Regions from separate parts of the Mus musculus genome. Here region 1 is linked to region 2. A link is a contact called in public Micro-C data. All regions are on one chromosome and are shown on one strand. Each heading gives the region's core, a stretch centred on a gene start, on an enhancer-like site or on the middle of the called end of the contact. The rest is flanking DNA. Distances are from core to core; before and after follow the strand shown. Region 1 overlaps Gm46375 (a long non-coding RNA gene). Region 2 overlaps Otub2 (OTU domain, ubiquitin aldehyde binding 2).

Evidence for each region. Hi-C and Micro-C count contacts between places; a contact is called where the count stands out from the background.
Region 1: a Micro-C map of the G1E-ER4 cell line shows a contact between it and region 2. The contact joins two enhancer-like sites. A contact is called at or near these places in 2 of 39 promoter capture datasets (hippocampal neurons and pre-B cells) and 2 of 484 Hi-C or Micro-C datasets (both in the G1E-ER4 cell line).

Annotation. Positions count from the first base shown.
Region 1 is chr12:105,018,717-105,022,328 of GRCm38.p6, reverse strand. The region is part of intron 1 of Gm46375 (a long non-coding RNA gene); the gene reads left to right. Among named protein-coding and RNA genes, the nearest start is that of Gm46375, 6.2 kb to the left of the region's middle. Within about 2 kb of position 2,233, at least 112 of the 459 cell types and tissues checked have an H3K27ac peak or open chromatin away from gene starts, as enhancers often do. A contact at or near this core is called in the G1E-ER4 cell line, where this site is marked.
Region 2 is chr12:103,391,811-103,395,646 of GRCm38.p6, reverse strand. The region is part of intron 1 of Otub2 (OTU domain, ubiquitin aldehyde binding 2); the gene reads right to left. Among named protein-coding and RNA genes, the nearest start is that of Otub2, 5.0 kb to the right of the region's middle. Within about 2 kb of position 1,961, at least 37 of the 459 cell types and tissues checked have an H3K27ac peak or open chromatin away from gene starts, as enhancers often do. A contact at or near this core is called in the G1E-ER4 cell line, where this site is marked.

The DNA.
Region 1 (3,612 bases), core at 984-3,483, 1.6 Mb before region 2:
GCGCCATCTGTGATTGTCTGGTTGGAGGTTATGGTGAGCCCTGCTGGCTGCTTGCTAACTCGGGGGAAATGGAAGGAAGATGGGCTGTCACAAGACTTCTGTACATCGAGATTCTCAAGGCACCTGAGGGACACCTAAATCATCAGGCTACAGCTGAAAGAGGAGAGTGTTTCCACGACTGCCTGTACCATAAAATTACTTTGAATAATAACAGAGGTAGGCGTGGGCCTCGAGAGAAAAGCCAGACAAGGGTAAAACCCTGGGTCTGTGTGCTTGTGGAAGGACAGCCATGAAGATTGAAAAGGAGGAAGGAAAGAAGACAGAGATGGGAAATGTCCAAGCCACAGCAAGGCCAGGTGAGGGCCCAGGCTTCCTGCTTTGGGCCGTGAGGGAAGTGTGACCGGAGACTGATTCCTGACCACTGGTGGCCGCTTGCCCTTTCAGTTCGGGAAAGAGTTGGGAGGAATTTGCCACCTTGTCTCCCAGCTGTGAGTGGCCCCTGTGTGTGAGCCTGTGTTTGTTCTAAAGCATCTAGAGAGCCTGTGAAGTAAGCAGAGGGCCCCACCATTTTCCCCACGCATGTCAATAGCAAGCAAGAATCTGCACAAGATTGAAGAAGTGGCCTTCCTGCAGAGGCTGGTAGCTGTCCCTTTCGCCCTGGTGCTTGTAAGACCTTCAGTGTCTGTGGCCACTGGGGTGGGCGTACCTTCTGTTAGCCTTTCCATTGACTTGTTTTCTGCCTACTGATTTTGACTGTTCACCAGGAAGTGTGTGGCACTTGCTGTGTGTGTGTGTGTGTGTGTGTGTGTGTGTGTGTGTGTGTGTGTACCCACTCCACCGTAGAGGAGATTTAGAATCAAAGGTTGTATTAGTCAGGGTTCTCTAGAGTCACAGAACTGACGGGTCGTCTCTATATAGTAAGGGAATTTGTTGATGACTTACAGTCTGTAGTCCAACTCCCAACAGTGGTCAGCAGCAGCTGTGACAGGATCTAGCAGTTGCTCAGTCCCACAAGGCAAGCAGGAGAAGAAGAGAGAGAGTAAATCTTCCTTCTTACAATGCCCTTATGTAGGTCTCCAGCTGAAGGTGTGGCCCAGATTAAAGGTGTGTGGCACCATACCTTTAATCCCAGATGACCTTGAACTTGGAAATCTCTCTGTCTTAATCTTCTAGGATTCATAGCCACTATGCCTCAAGGTCTCCATGCCAAGATCCAGGTCAGAAACTTGTATCTCCCAGCCTCCAGATTAGGGTCACTGGTGAGCCTTCCAATTCTGGATTGTAGCTCATTCCAGTTATAGTCAAGTTGACAGCCAGGAATAGCCACTACAAAGGTCTTTAAAGTCAGGGGAAGTTGCAGTTTTAAGGGCTGGCAGCAACCACTTGGAAAGCACACTTTCTGTCTGGTCAGGGGCCAGTGATCAGCAGCAGGACCCTAAGGCATCCTGAAGCTAGGCTTTTACAGTGAAACATGGTCTTCACTATTCAGGAAGGCTCCCGTCCAACCAAGAATTATGATGGAGATGAGGTTGGAGAGGTGGCTCAGGGGATACACTGCGAGCCACACCAACAGGAGGACCTGAGCTCAGTACTCAGCATACACATAACATGCTTAGCATAGTAGCATGAGTGCTAGGAAGTCGGGGACAGAGGCTCCCCAGAGCTTGCTGGCCAGGGGACTAGCCAATCGATGCCCTCCACATTCAGTGAGAGACCCTGCCTCAAAAACCAAAATGGAGGGCTGGCGAGATGGCTCAGCGAGTAAGAACACTGACTGCTCTTCTGAAGGTTCTGAGTTCAAATCCCAGCAACCACATGGTGGTTCATAACCACCCGTAATGAGAGTTAATACCCTCTTCTGGTGTGTCTGAAGACTGCTACAGTGTACTTACATATTATAATAATAAATAAATCTTTGGGCCGGAGGGAGCAGAGGTCCTGAGTTTAATTCCCAGCAACCACATGATGGCTCACAACCATCTGTACAACTACAATGTACTCATATACATAAAATAAATAAATATTTTTTAAAAAAAGACTGCTGCAGGCAGTCACAGCTGCTCTGACGAAGGTGGTAAAGGCTGTTGTGCTGTGAGGACAACACCCTACAGGTCACTCTCAGCCTTCACGTGGACCTATCTGACATTTTTAAGCCCTGCCACCCAGCTCAAGAGCGCCTGCCTGTCTGTCTGTGGTTGCACAAAGTACCACAAAGCCTTCCTGGGTTCTTCCAGCCTAACTAGGATGCCAAGGCCACGCCTCTGGGAGTCAGCCAGGGCGGGGCTCCTGGACCTCCCTCAGCTTTCTGGGCACCCTGCCTATCACAGCTTCTAATATTATCACAGGTTCAGAAAATAAAGAGAAACGCTCTAGTGGCTTTGAAAACTGTTGTCCCCGGAGAGCAAACACCCAAACCGCTCCTTTTCCCACCTAGTAGAGACCTTCCTCAGAAGACGCATTCTCTTCCAGAGTTGCTTTCTGTTTCAAGGAGTGGGGATTCAGTTCATCACAGGAGGAAACATTCGGGCAGATCTTCAAATTCATGGCACACGTTCTGCACGCTCCTCCCAGGAAGACAGCAAGAACTGGTGGTCCCTTTGCTGGGTGTCGGAGCCTGTGGAGATAAGGCATCTGGCCCTGCCCAGCCAGCTAGAGATGTGTGAGGCCCAGAGAAGAGCCCAGTCAGGAGGCTTTGATCCTGGAGGCTTTTGTGCTCTGCCAATCCCCCCTGGGCTGGAAACATTGATCTTATGAAGTCTGCATGTGGATTTCAAAAGGAAAGGGAACAAGCAGGCCAGGTCTGCAATACGCGGCTGTTTAAATATGAATGATGAAGCGGGGAGGGTGGACGACCTTCAGCGTAGTGAACACACAGTTCATGTTTGGTCACCAAGGAGAGAGCTGAGCAGAGACGAGACTTTCCTGGTACACAGCAGTTCCGAGAAAACAAAACCACATTCATTATGTGTAGTGGGCTCGTTGGCCTGGCAAGCTCGGTGCCATCAGCCCGAAGCTCTGTTTTCTTTTCTTTTCTTTTCTTTTCTTTTTTTTAAATTTTAATTAGGTATTTTCTTCATTTACATTTCCAATGCTACCCCAAAAGTCCCCCATACCCTTCCCCCCATCCCTACCCCCCACCCCACTTCTTGGCCCTGGTGTTCCCCTATACTTAGGCATATAAAGTTTGCACGACCAATAGGCCTCTCTTTCCACTGATAGCCAACTAGGCCATCTTCTTATACACATGCAGCTAGAGACACGAGCTCCGAGGGGTACTGGTTAGTTCATATTGTTGTTCCACCTATAGGGTTGCAGACCCCTTTAGCTCCTTGGGTTCTTTCTCTAGCTCCTCCATTTTGCACAGGCAGATAATAAACAGGACCGGACGACTTCAGCTCATGCACGCACAGTTGAAGGAGTGAGCCTGGCGCGCGTGCTCTCGGGCTCCAGGTCCATCAAGTGACTTCTCTGTGTTACCAGAGCCCGTGCCATTTCTCCCCAGCTTATTTTATCTTATCAATAGCTTCACCCAGAATAATTTTTAACAAAAGAGCAAAAAAGAGCACCGTGTGGAAATAGCACCTAAGAAACAGATCGGAATTTACTCATGAC
Region 2 (3,836 bases), core at 712-3,211:
TCAGAGCCTCAACCTCTCCTTTAGGAAGGCTCACGTCCTTGTCAGAGGCCACCCAGAGTTGAACCCTGGCCCTACCTGCTCGCCTGGAGTCCCCACAGGAACTAGAAGGAGTTAGTGTCTACTTAAATGTCTACTTGGGGACTGGGAAGGTAGCCGAATGGGTAATGAATTCACTGCTTAAGCATAAGGCCCCAAGTTTTGTAACACAGCAACTGTGTAACCTGCCCCTGCCATGCACCCATACCTCAGCACTGGACGGAGATTTAGAGACAGCCAGCTCTCCGGACTGGTGACTGGCCAATCCAGCCAGTGAGTGAGCTGCAGGTTCAGTGGAGAGACACCATCTCGGAAATTAGACGAGTTAGGGAGAGGCCTCAGTGAGCAAGGCGCTTGCTCCCCAAGGGAGACAAGAGTTCAGATCCCCAGAACGGATGTGTGGCAGCTACCTGTAAACTTAGCCCTCAGGAGGCAGAGATGGATCCCTGCAGCCAGCTAGCTAGCTAGACCACCCAGAATCGACAACCTCCAGGCTCAGCAAGAGACCCTGTCTAAATAAGCAGAGAACAAGGAAGACACCCAGTGTCACCACCTCCTGACATCCGCATGCAGAAACACATGTGCATGCAAATCCACATACATGTGTGCCCACCTACTTAGGAGGCAGGTTCATATGCATACCTCACACACATGCATGCGCTAAATTTTTAAAAGAAAAACGATAGAGGAAGGTATATGATGTCAATGTCTGGCCTCTACACTCGTGCACAGGTTGGTACAATCCTCTATTATGAACACATACATACACAGGGATACACAACACACATACACCCAAATCTCTCTCTCTCTCTCTCATTCTCTCTCTCTCTCTATATATATATATACATATATATATACACACATATACATATATACACACATATATGAATTACATATAAACATATATATATATATACATGTATGCATGTATATATGTATAAACATAAATTTGTATATATGTATATATGAATATTCAGATATGGATATTCATATATGAATATATGTATATATACATATATATACACTTACATATGCATCCATATATATATATACATACACACATATGCACACATATATATGTGTAATATATATATGGGTAATATATATCAGTTATATACACACACATATATGTGTGTGTGTATATATATATGTATATATATATATGAATACACATGTAATGTGTTCAAAAGTCCATTATTAATGAGGTGACTGAAGCCATGGGTGCAGGGAGACCTGTCTCCTTGAAGGACTCACTCCTGCTCCAACACCTGGGGACAACTGTGGTGTCACAGACCATCACCACTGGATGTCTTTGCAACTGGAAGTCAGCCTCCAGCCTCCTCCCTCTAAAGACAAGCTGTGGCCAGGCTGTGCTCTCTGGGCCTTTTGGCCTCTGCTGCAGTGCAGGCTGCTATCCTCAGTCCTTAAGCCTGCCAAGCACCCTGCCTGAGTTAGACCCTTGGGCCCTATGTGGTGGAAGGAGAGAACTGACTCTTGCAAGTTGCCCTCTGACCTCCACACATACTCCATGGCATGCCTGCACCACGCCCTCACCCCCTGCCATCCCCCATCCCCACACAAATAAATACACATGAAAGGCTGCCTTCCAGGATGGATAACCCCTTTCTCTCACCTTGTAACCTTTCTTTCCACGCTCCCTTTACCTTCCCCTCCTCCCTCTTGTAGGGACTATAGTGGTGATCTCTCTGTGCCATCCTTGATAACTACGGGTAATCTTCCACTTCAGCCCCTTAACTGAGTCACACTTCGGAACCTCTGCCGTGGTAATATATCCACGGGTGCTAGGTAACAGGATACGCTAATCTTTGTTGACAATCACTCAGGCTTACTTCATGACCCTTCTCTGTGGGGCTCCAACCCCTTATCTTAGTGTTTTCAGAGTTCCTGAAGCTGGCCTCTGCCTCCCTCAGATAATGTGAACTTGTGTAACATCTTTGAGCAGCCTCCTGGTCTTAGCTCCAGCCTCACCTCTCCCTAGGACTCCAGCCTCAAACAGCCGCAACCTCTCAGTCACCCAAACTACCCCTTCTGATTCATCCACCCTTAATTACTCTGTTGCCTCTCTGTCCCCACCAGTCTCCTCTAGACCCTAGGATACCCCTTTACCCACCAGAGTATACCCCCAAATCCAGGAGCCCTCTTCCATTGTCTCACCCTGCCCCACTAGTTCCTGGGTCTGGCCTGAGAGCCCTCACCATCTCCCACAAGGAGGATGCAATGTACCCTGCCCAGTGTGACCTTGGGGCTTCCTCTCCCAGTCAGCCCCACATTCTCTATGAGCAGTCAGAAGAGTCTGCTTAACTGGCAGAGCCTTTCCTCAGTACTCTATGCTGGGCTCAGATGTTTAACTGCCAATATCACAGTATCAAAAGGCAACACTCTGCCTTTGTGACTGGACTAACATCACGATTCTGAGTTGTACCCATGTCGACTCAGTTTCCCTAGCCCTGCCTTCTGCCAAGCGAGGCCTTTCCTCATGGTAAGAAAGCAAGAAGGCCCTGGCCTGATGCTGGCACCTCCCAAGCTCTTTAGGACTTTCCAGCTTCCCAAGCTCTGAGCCTGATGGAGCTGTTTCGTAAAAATGGCCCAGTGATAACCTATCACCGCCATACAACCAGGCTAAGACATAGCCAGGAGTCAGGAGCCGAAGCTGCCATAACTAATACCTGCAGACATGAAGGCTTCGGGATGGGGCAGTGGCTACAGCTGGGACACCTCCCTGGAGGATGCTGGAGCAGCCTTCGCAGCTGTGAACAGGCCACCAAGGGCGATTTTGGAGTGGGTAAGACAAGACGGAGAACAGAAGGTAAAGTGGGGGTCTTCCCAGAAGATTCTGTGTGAGAGCGCTGGCAGGAACTGGCACAAAAGAGGCCCCGAGGATGGCGCCTCAGATGGAAGCGAGGAATGAGGTCCTGGAGACTGGAGGGAAGGGCCATCTCCGCAAGTGGCAAAGAACTTGGCTGCAGGGTGTCCTTGCCTCAGGTCTCCATGGGAAAACAGAACTTAAGAACAATGAGCTAGGAAGGACCTAGGTGGCAGAAGCCCAAGGCAGCGGCATTCAGGCTGCGAAGTGGGTTCTTGTAACTTTATCACCTAACACGGGAGAGGAGAGAGACATGATGTGAGTAAAGACGGGGTTCATAAGTGAAGAGGATAAAGGTCTTGGAAAACTCATAGCCTAAGTAAAAGAATGAAAGAGCATGTTTATGCTAAGGATGTGGCCCCGAGGGTGGCCACCTGCTAAAGATAATAGCACAGAAGAGAGTGAGGTGTCACTCAGGGAGACGGGGTAGGAGACCCCCCCCCATACAAAATGGCAGAGCGCCATAGGCTGGTTACACTTAGAGAGCACCTTCCGGGGAACCTCTCAAGGGTTCCCACCTTTCAGGGTGGCAGGCCACCTGGGTGACCAGCTGTGTGGCAGGGCCCGGGGAGGACTGCTACTCTAGTGAGGCCTGCAGAATGACAGCGGGGGTGCGCTGCAAAGCTTGCGAGCCCAGAGTAACCAGACACAGTCTCCACTAGGGTGATGCCCATGGCAGAGAAGACCATGGGGATGTAGTGTGGCTGTTGTGAGCTGCTTCCTAGGCTGTGTCCAGTGAATTCCAGGGTGGGCCACCTCAGCGGAGAAGCCTCCCTCCCCTCCCCCCACCATCCTACCCCCGTATCTTGCTTGTTCCGGACAGGATCTGACAGGTGGACTCGCTGGCTGATTTGTGCTATCTCCCTCTCTCGACTCAAATGCCAACTCCACAAGGGTCATTTGTCACTTATCACCT